Regions from separate parts of the Gossypium raimondii genome. Here region 2 is linked to region 1. A link is a contact called in public Hi-C data. All regions are on one chromosome and are shown on one strand. Each heading gives the region's core, a stretch centred on a gene start, on an enhancer-like site or on the middle of the called end of the contact. The rest is flanking DNA. Distances are from core to core; before and after follow the strand shown.

Region 1 (5,495 bases), core at 1,547-4,046:
GCGAGCTCTCACCCCTGTATGTCAAAACTTAGGCCAATTAGCATATGTAATGTGCTGTATAAATTATATCTAAAGTGGTTGTAAATAGATTTAGAACAGTGCTTGATAAATGTATTGATAATGCACAGGCAACATTTGTTCTTGGCAGACAAATTACGGATAATGCGTTAATTGCATATGATGTGCTACAATCGCTGAAACAAAAAGGAGTGGTGTACAGGGCCATTTTGCCATGAAATTAGACGTGATAGGTTGAAATGGAGTTTCATTGAATAAGTTATGAGGTGTATGGGTTTTTGCGAAAATTGGTTAAGCTTAGTTATGGAGTGTGTTAGAACGGTGGAATATCTGTGCAAGGGAAAAATTTGAAATCTTCAAGAGGATTGAGGCAATGCGATCCACTTAGCCCGAATTTATTTCTAATATGTGCGTAAGGTTTTTCTGCCTTTATTAAATTGGCAAAATCTGAAGGAGCTATCAAAGCAGTAAGAGTCGGGAGAAGTGGGCTTTCCTTAACCCACCTATTTTTTGCAGATGACAGCACCTCGTTTGCGGCTACTTTTAAAGTTTTAGTGACCGAATATGAAGGAGTTTCAGGGCAATTGATAAATTGACTTTATTTTTTAGCAATAATGTGTCGAGCATCAAGAAGAAACAAATTGGGACAACTATGGGAGTAAGGGTCTCTAGTAACCTTGAAAAATACCTCGGGTTATCAACTATGATTGGAAAGCAAAAGAAAGAGGCATTTGCAAGTTTCAAAGATAGATTCAGGAAACGTATTGAAAATTGGAGTATACGTCAATTGTCACTTGGGAGGTAAAGAAGCAATTTTACAAGCCATCCCAGTCTATACGATGTAACGTTTTTTGTTGCCTGTTACGTTATGTCGTGAACTAGAAAGCATTACTAGTAAATTTTGGTGGCAAAATTCTAAAACAGGAAAGGGAACTCATTAGTGTGATTGGAGGGGGATGTGCTAGCCGAAAGCACAAGGGGGGTTGGGATTTAGGGAACTAACCAAGTTCAATATAGCGATACTTGCTAAACAAGGATGGCGGTTAATTATGAAACCAGATTGTTTGTTTGCTCACGTCATGAAAGGAAAGGATTATCCACATTGTGACTTTATGAGTGCCAGTTTAGGCTCTCACCCATCTTTTACCTGGAGGAGCATATGGGGAGCCAGAAGACTTCTGGAGCTAGGCATGGGCTAGAGGGTTGGAAACGGCAGATCAATAAACATCTGGAATGATGTCTGGTTACCAAGACCTGGACATGGAAAAGTTAGAATTCAGAATATTGATATTAATTAAATTGTAGCAGATCTTATTAATAGAGAGACAGCTACCTGGAAGTTGGAGGTCCTAAGGAAGCTTTTTGACGAGGAGCAGGTAAACAAAATTTTGACAATCCCAGTTGCTGAAGTTGATCTTGATGATGAAAGAATGTGGAGGGGAGACAGTATAGGTGTGTTTTCGGCAAAAAGTGGCTATAAATGGCTGCTTAGTGAAGAAGTGACAGCAGCGCAGGGGGAAATGTTACAACAAGCTACGCTATTACAGAACTTCTACAACAAATTATGGAAGTTACAAGTTGCAAGCAAAATAGAAATTACAACATGGAAAATTGCTAATAACTATATCCCTATGTTTGACAATTTACAAGTGAGGAATCTGCAGGTGGTGAACATTTGTCCTCTCTGTCGTACAATAGAGGAACCGGTGAGCCATATATTCCGGGATTGCATGTTTATTGAAAGTGTTCTGCAAGGGTTGGGGTAAATGTCTCGCCCAGCATTCAAGGACAAAGTTGGAAATTGTGGTCAGCAAATATATTTTCTTGTACAGGAGAGGAGAAATGCAAATGGCTAACTATTGTGTTATGGGCAGTCTGGTACCACAGAAATAAGGTATATCATCAGGGTGAAAAACGGAACATAGTGGGTCTGGTTACGTTTATTAAAGCATATTATTCAGATAGCACATTTACAGAATCCGTGATTTCAACACCTATGAACCAGATGAATAGTATATGGACGCCACCAGGAATTAATGAAGTTAAATGCAATTTTGATGCGACTTTCAACAAGTGCATGTTTAGTTCGGTATTTGGGATAATCTTTAGAGATAGTGAGGGGCACATTTTGGCGACTTGTGCTTACCCAAATAGTTTTGTGGCCGATGCCACCACGGTTGAGGCGAAGACTTGTTTACAAGCGGTGACGGTGGCCGAAGAGTTGGGATTCCGACGACTAGTGGTGGAAGGGGATTCCTTAATAGTTATTAAGAAAATCCGTTCATCAGAGAATGACAGATCAAGCATTTCTATGATTATCAAAGAAATAAAAAAGAGGGCCCAAGGATATGAGAGTTTTACTCGTCATTTTGTGGGCAGAGCGGTGAACCGAGCGGCGCATACGATTGCGAAGGAAGGAAATCAATGGCCATCGGCGATGATTTGGGTTAAGGAGGCACCTTCAAGAGTTGAAGCGGTGGCCGAAGAAGATAGAAGGGCTCTGTTTTGAGGATGAAATGGGTCGTAGGAAGGGGATTTTTGCGGACTCCGACGGTTTCAGGTTCTTTAACGATCCATCGTTGGACGTTAACAATAATGTTTTTTGGAGATAGACGATGGTAATAGAACAGACGGAGAGGAAAGCCAATCAGTTTAGGCTGCAATTTTTTCTGATTTGTTTGGCTTGTTTCTTTGTTTTTCTGGTAGTCTTTCTAAGGTTTCTTGAAGGCTACTGTTGTTTTTAATGCGTCTGTTCAGGTTTTTAGGCATCTAGAAAGTTGAATTCTGCTTTTAGGTTATTTTAGGGGGTGTCACCGACGGTTTGGGGGCAGCTGTTAGGCTACACGTGTTTTACATGTAGTCATGTAATTGTTTATTTTATTAATGACATCCTTTCAGTTTTCTTTTAGAAAAAAAAAAAACGATACAAATATTCAAATATGTAAAAAACTATATATGGAATTATAAATATATAATTTTTAAAACACATGTAAGACAGAAATTGCCAAATGTAGATTAAAAGAAAATATTTCTCCTGGGCTCAGGGCTTTATTTTGGACGACCAGCTTCAAAATAACAGGCTTTATTATAGTGGGCAAGAAGTTGAGCAAGTCCATATATCATTGTAAAGAGTAAACCAACATGCAGCACCCAATTTTAAATTTCGCATCTTCTCTTCTAATGTCATATGTCTTGATGATTTTATATATTTAATATTTAATTAATTTTTAATTACAATTTTTCTATACATTTTCTATTCAAATAACGAATCTATTTTAAAATTAGCATAGTTTTTAAATATATGATTCTCACTACTTTTATTTTATTTCAACTTTTTAACTAATAAGTGTAGATTAAATATTATAATTATTTTTAATTGTGAATTTAGTAATATGGTGAAAAATAAAATAATTTTTTTTTCAGTTTTTCTAATTTTATATATAATATTAGATATTAATTTTGTACAGTAATGTGCAATTTTAATATTTTAAAAAACATTCATACTTTTCTTTCTGCCACATCGGAAAACCAAAATTGCGCAAATAATTTTTATTATATAAATATATTTAGTATTATCTATTAATAATTTATTGTTGTCAATGGAATTGAAAAATGGGCAAAATGGTCCCTAGAGTTAAAAAGTGTGTTGATATAGGGTTATTTTGGACTTTTACATATAAGGTAAATAATAAATTTAAAATTGATCAATTTGAAAAATATATGAATTAAAATTAACTAAATTAAAATATAGAAATGAAATCTATAACTCAACTTAGGCATAGTATATGGAGTAATAATAGAATTTCTCATATATATAAATAGTTTAACAAACAAATAACAATAAAATTGGTAAAGTCTCATAGTAGTCCCTATACATACATAACATTACATTTTGGTCCTCTATTGAATTGAAAAATGGGTAAAATCGTCTCTATAGTTAAAAGTGTCTGTTGAATGTTTATTTTGGTGTTATATATATAAGATAAATAATAAATTTAACCTTCGACCTTGGTACCTTTATTCAATTTGGTCTTTACTCTTTTCTTCAAAATAAATTAATCATCAATCTTTCATTATTGGCCCGACACTAATTTTATTTTATTTGACATATGAAAAATACTTTAAATTTTTTAAAAATTTCAAAAGTCTTAACAAAAAGTTAAAAATTATAATTCCAAAATTATGAAAAATTGCTCTTTAGAATTAAAAAAACATAAAAATTATAAAATTCAAAATATAAAAAAATCTAAAGTTTTCTTAAAAAAATTAGAAAAGCAAAAGATTTTCAAATTTTTTATATTTATCTCTTTTTACATAAATGTAAAAAAAATTATAAATAACTCAACTTATCAAAAATTTATTTAAGATAATTGGTGGTAATATATAAAGTAAGTTGGATTCAAATATCTTAATGATTAATCAAGGAGCACGTGAGCTTAACTAATTTTTTTATTGACAAATTAGAATTTGAACCTTGTTGACAGGGGATCGGCTCTTTTGGGAGAAGTTTTCAAAGTGTCGTCCTCTCTGCAGCCGATCCAAACCGTCTAAAATCAAAGGTATTGTCCTTGTGGTTAGGGTTTTATCCTTCGAGCTTTGCGGAGAACCGTGTATGGTTCACGGAGGGGCACCTTGGTTGGCGGAGTCTGGTACCTGCAAGATTTGAGTTACCTATTAGTATTGGGTGCGTGAATACTTATAGGGGCACTAGGTTTGTTTATAAGGTTCATATAAGGCCTTGATAGGTGCTTCAATCCACAGTGCACCTAAGTAACCCTATAATTATTCACACACCTAACGCTAACACGTATCCTGAATCTTGCATATACCAATCTCCACCAACCAAGATAACCCCCTTCGTGAATCGTACACGACTCTCTGCAAAAGCTAGGGTGCTCAAGTAGCATCAGGTTTGCTTATAAGGTTCATATAAGGCCTTGGTTAGTGGTTCGATCCACGGCGTGCCCAAGTACCCCTATAATTATTCACACACCCAATACTAACACGTATCTTGAGTCTTGAAAGTATCGATCTCCACCAATTGAGGTGCCCCCTCCATGAATCATACATGGCTCTCCATGGAGGCAGGGGAACAAAACTCCATATATGGGGATAATACTTTCTATTGTCGATGGTTTGGGTCGACTACCTGACGGATGACACTTCAAAGACTTCTCCCAAAAAAGTGAACCACCACTCAACAAAAAAAAGCACCTTTTATTGTTACATGGAATCAACTTTCAACTCCTCTGGGAGAAGTCTCCAAAGTGTTGTTTTCTGGGTAGCCACCCTTGGCCTCCTCGAAGAGGTAGCTCAAGTGGTACCAGGTTTGCTTATAAGTCCTATAAGGCCTTGGTTGGTGGTTTGATCCATGGCATGCCCAAGTATCCCTATAATTGTACGCACGCCCGATACTAAAACGTATCCCAAGTCTTATAGGTATCAATCTCCAACAATTGAGGCTAGCCCCTCCATGA
Region 2 (5,495 bases), core at 1,183-3,682, 110 kb before region 1:
ATAATCTAATATATAAATATATCAAATGGTTTAGATTAAATATTTTTAAATATAAAAGATTGTATAAAATTTTATTATTTAATAAATCTCAAGTAAACCTTAAATCCTTAACCATTTAATATATATAAAGTTTATCTATTATCTCTTAAATAATTTAAACTATAATTATAATGTTAATCTAAACCCTAAACCCCTAACCCCTATCTCCTAAACCTTAAATCATAAAACATAAACCCTAAACCACTAACCCCTAACCCCTAACCCCTAACCTCTAACCCTTAACCCCTCTTTTACAATTATTTAAGAACTTAATTAATATATAAATTAAAAAATACTAATTAATCTAAACCTTAAACCCTAACCCGACCACAAATCTTTAAATACTAAATCACTAACTCTTAACCCGTAACCCGTAACCCCTAACTACTAACCCCTAAACCTTATTTAATATATAAATTAAAAAACACTAATTAATCTAAACCTTAAACCCTAAACCCTAACCCGAATCCCTAACCCCTAAACCTTATTTAATATAAATTAAAACACACTAATTAATCTAAACTTTAAACCCTAACCTAACATCAAATTCATAAACCTTAAATCACTAACTCTTAATCTCTAACCCCTAACCCCTAACCTCTAAATCACAACCCTTAAACCAGAATCCCTAATCCATAATCCCTAATTCCATAATCTATAAACCTTAAAATTGTAACTCCTAAATCGGCCTTAAATCCTAAATTAACCACATACCTTAAACCATATACCCTAAACCATATATATTAAGCCCTAAACTATAATGATAATTAATTAAATATTTTAAAATTAATACTATCATATCTTTTACAATTATATATGAAATTATTTAATATATAAATTAAAAATTAATCAGTCATATTTTAAATAATAGTATTTTAATTTTTCCATTTTTAACAAATATTCAATTAAAAATAAATTGAATTTTAATTAATACAAATAAACAAATTAAATAGTAAATAGAAAGATATAATATTTTTGTGGCGTTTTTTCAAAAACGCCGCTAAAGATCTGAGCATTAGCGGCGCTTTCTCAAAAACGCCGCTAAAGATCTGAGCATCAGCGACGCTTTTTCAAAAACGCCGCTAAAGATCTGAGCATTAGCGGCGCTTTTTCAAAAACGCCGCTAAAGCCCTGAAAGGTCGTGGGCTTAGGTTTTTAGCGGCGTTTTTCCAAAAAATGCCGCTAATGCTAATTTTTAGCGGCGCTTTTTTGAAAGAGCTGCTAATGCTCGATCTTTAGCGGCGTTTTATGTAAAGCGCCGCTAATGCTCGATCTTTAGCGGCGTTTTTTGTCCAAACGCCACTAAAAGTGTTGCTAAAAGCCTGTTTTGGTGTAGTGGAAAGAGACTACAATAAATAGTATACATCACTCTTAGCATAAAACGATAATCAAAATCCAATTTTTTAAATTGGACCCGTGGTTAAACCGATCAGACCACCCGTTCTTGATTTAACCAGTCTATTTGGTTCAAAGCAAATAAATCATCAAAAAAATAAAGAAAATATTAAAAATTAAAGTAAAATTAGGTTAAACCAATTTAACTATCGATTCAACTAGTTTTTGAGTTTGGTTCAACCGATCTGTACTGGCTCCTGGGTCTACTAGTTTTTTGTCACTCTCCAAATCGATACCCCGACCACTTTGATCCAATCAATTCGACCAATTGATTCAATTGGGTTCAGACAACATTGCTAATATATCATCGAAAGCATTCAACTTGAAGGTTCTTTTTTGACAATTCTGTTGTACGCCTTTGAAAAATATTTCTAGCTAATACTAAAATTACAAGTTAATACTAAAATTTCTAACGGTATACCAATATTTGTAACAAATATTTCTAGCTTGTATAGGTTAGAAATTTTGGTATAATAATGATTCAAACCCATGCAATTTTTGGGGAAAGTAGATACTTTGACAATAAGCCACAACTTGGATTCGACGAGTTATTCCTAGTAAAATTATCATGAATGTTCTTTTATTAAGAGTCGGATTATATTTTGCCCACTTAACTAAAAAAAATGGCAATTTAGTCTCTGTATGTTAGATTAAAAATAAACTAATTTTTATTAAAATTTTATCTATTTCTATGGTTAAAATTGATTCATATATGTTAACATGAGTGGCACTGTCGATTATTTCATCGTTACATTAACTTTTAATAATATAAAACTAATTTACTTATTTTTTTATTAAAAACAGAAAATGCAAATTAATCTTAATACATCGTTATTCGTGTTATTAAAAATAAAAGGGAAAAGAAACCGAAAAATCAACAAATAGTGTCGTGAAATTACAACATTCCCACTTCAAAAGACCGTATATAACAATGGTTAAATTGACCCATAAATCCTCATTTTCCAGCAGCAAAAAGACGTTATAGGTGAAAAATTTTGAAGGCATTGAAGTCATTCCAGAAAAGGCCCCAACTTTCAAGGATATTTCCCCACATTTTCTGGAGTCCAACGGAGCAGACATTCAGTCTTTTACATTTCCAACTCATACCAAAACCAAAACAACTAGATTTTTTTTTCTTAGGCAGATCTTAAAAAAAGAGGCTTTTAATATACTTAGAAGCCGCGTGCCATCTCCTCTTTCACACACTCGTTTATTTACTTGACGCAAAGAAAGAGGCTAACAGCTGTGGTTCTGAGAAAGAGTAAAGATGGCTGGTTACAGAGCTGAGGATGACTATGACTATCTTTTCAAGGTGGTTTTGATCGGTGATTCCGGAGTCGGAAAGTCAAATCTGCTCTCGAGGTTCACCAGGAACGAGTTTAGCCTCGAGTCCAAGTCCACTATTGGTGTTGAGTTCGCTACTCGTAGCTTGAATGTTGATGGAAAGGTCATCAAGGCTCAGATTTGGGACACTGCTGGTCAAGAAAGGTCTCACTTTTCCTACTTTCTCGTCTTCCTTTCCCCTTTTTTTTTTTGATCTGGGTATTTATAGTTCTTTTCTGATTTTGTATACAAAGATTGGCAAATATCATAAGCGTATAAGGTTTTCCTTCTTCTTGGAGATTTTTTTCTTGAAATTCGTTGTTGCTTGGGAAAAGAAACTAACTTTGATTCTTGAAGAGTTTGGTTTGATCTGAAATGGGGTTTAACAAATCTCCCTTTTACCAGTATACTAGAGAAAAAAAGGGTCTTGCTTATCTAGATCTGTGAGTAGCTTGTAAGTAAATGGTGTTATGATTGCTTGTTTCTTGCAAATCTGTTGTTTAGATTTATATCTTTCCTAATAGGCTTGTATTGCAAATAGATCCAACATAGATTTGAAGTGCATGTCAGCAGATCTTGACTATTCTTAATCTTGTGATCATGTTATACGGGTTGTGTGCATTCATCTACAGTTAAGTGGCTTGACAAAATGAGTAACAAACGAGATGGTCATGCTTTGCATTAATATGTTCTCTTCCTGCTAGATATAAGATATATTTGTCTTCGTTACTTGCCCGCTTTCTTATTTTCTCATATGTTATCACTAGTTACAAAGAGATGATGATTGCTTACCAGGATCTTGAATCCGATTTGCGCATGGAATTTGTTAGTCTAGTGTTTAGCATCAATCTAGTCTGGTATTTTGGGATGTTGCAGGGACCTTATAGCTACAGTGTGGTAAATTGATTATGGAAGAAATGGCTTGAACAAGTAAATGATGTTAGTTTCTAGAGGGAGGGACCTTTCAAGTCCTTGAGTGGCAACTTTTAGGGTGTGCCTTGTTAACAAAGAAAAGTGAGATGAAAGAAAATAGGAGATGTATGATCATTTTCCATCCGAATGCATAAAAACAAATCATCCCAATTTGGAATGACAAGAAGAGATAAAATGAGAAAGATTTAAGTTAAGTGTGCATATTTACCAAATTTTACATTTTTTTTTTTAAATTTTCATTTTGTTTCTTTTATTTTCTACTCTACCAGGCAATGGGTGGAAAGAAAAATATTTTTCTATACTTAAACTTTTCATTTTCCATCTTTCCTACCAAGTATTCCAGCCAAAAAGAAAATGTAATTTCTATGTTTCTACTTATCTCCTCCTGTTTAACTTTTCATCTTTCCAATTTTCTTTTTACCTTACCAAGCAAAGCTTGATTTTATGGGGAAAGAGTAGTGCCTTAGTAATATGTTTTTCTTTTATTCTGGTGAAGTTGTACTTACCTTAAGGTTTCTTTTGCAATGTGGGATACTTTATTCGAAGAGCGACATGCTATAATTTACTACTATTGATTTTAAGAGAATTCTAGCGTGTTTTTAATTGAGTAATGGTGCAGTCAAGTTTGTTGTTGAACACCAAAATATTAAAATTTGGATGTTATATGCCGTTGACCAATATAGACTTGACTGGAGTTTTGGCAACTTTAGGTTTTGACAATGAAAATTTGTCAATATGAGAAGTCTCTTTGATCCTAGAGGATAGAGCGAGCAACCAATGAGGTGTACCCTTTTAGGCTTCTGATTCAAGAAGTGGTTAAAAGTACTTCTGCTAAGCCTTTTAAGTCGACTGCCTCTTTCCTGTGTCCCAGAGTACGGTAGGAGTGCTGCAGCTGCCAGCTTGCTACCAAGGCAATATACTTTACTTTTGAATCTTTACCATCTTAGCTGCCACATCATCACCAGTGACCAAGGTTGATCATCGCCTATTGCTGCCAAAGTGAGAATATTATTGCAAATGCTGCCTGCCATATTATCTCCCCAGCCAAATACTCCTCTACAGTCTTTTCAATTGCCCCCAGCATGGCTCAGCAATTCCCCTATTGCACATCTAGCTTGCTTCACTTCCGAGACCGCTGAATCTTGGTTGACATATGACATGATTCTTTTGAGGCATGCTCATGTATATTGCAGGCCTTGGTTTTTTATCCCCTTGTCTGAATATCTAGTAAACTGTCCAATCTGCTCCAAGATTGTTTGATGAGACAGTGAATTGAAGTTCTCATTCACAAATTGATGAAAAATAAATACGGTTAGCATGTGCAAACTACTATATCAAACTGAAATTCTGGGGGATTAGATATCCAAAAGACCAAGAAAATTATAAACTAGGACTTCAGTTAGGGTTTCTATGCCTGTGAATTTCTGCTAGAGTTGTGTGACCCAAATCCTGACACTTGTTAAAGAAATAAAATAGAGAGGCAAAATAGGGGGATTTGTGAGGTTTAAGGACTGAGGCTGTAAAATATATGATTTTATTTTTCCTTCTTATTGCTTTGCAATCATTCTTACTCCCATCATCAACATTAATTATAACAATTTCTGTGAACATAGCTACTTAAGCATTGATGCTATCCCACCATCTTAAGTGCCTTCCGATCTACGTAGGATGTAAGGCTACTAAGTTGGCATATGTTTTCTGCTGTGATTCGTTGATTTGAAAAACAGACTCTAAGGCTCTATCCTCCCATCCTGGGAATAAAGTGTACACATTAACAAATCTTTTAGCTGAGATGTACATCTCTG

The links. Hi-C and Micro-C count contacts between places; a contact is called where the count stands out from the background.
Region 2: a Hi-C map of leaf shows a contact between it and region 1, with 2.8 times the contacts expected there. The contact joins the promoter of LOC105773507 here to the enhancer-like site in region 1. A contact is called at or near these places in 2 of 2 Hi-C or Micro-C datasets (both in leaf).

The regions. Positions count from the first base shown.
Region 1 is chr6:44,205,917-44,211,411 of ASM2569854v1, reverse strand. No RefSeq gene overlaps it. Among protein-coding and RNA genes, the nearest start is that of LOC105772215, 7.0 kb to the right of the region's middle. Within about 2 kb of position 2,796, the one cell type or tissue checked has open chromatin away from gene starts, as enhancers often do. A contact at or near this core is called in leaf, where this site is marked.
Region 2 is chr6:44,318,790-44,324,284 of ASM2569854v1, reverse strand. LOC105773507 (ras-related protein RABA1c) reads left to right here and starts at 2,432. Exons shown (of 2, transcript XM_012595481.2): 1 at 2,432-2,922. The coding sequence starts at 2,702.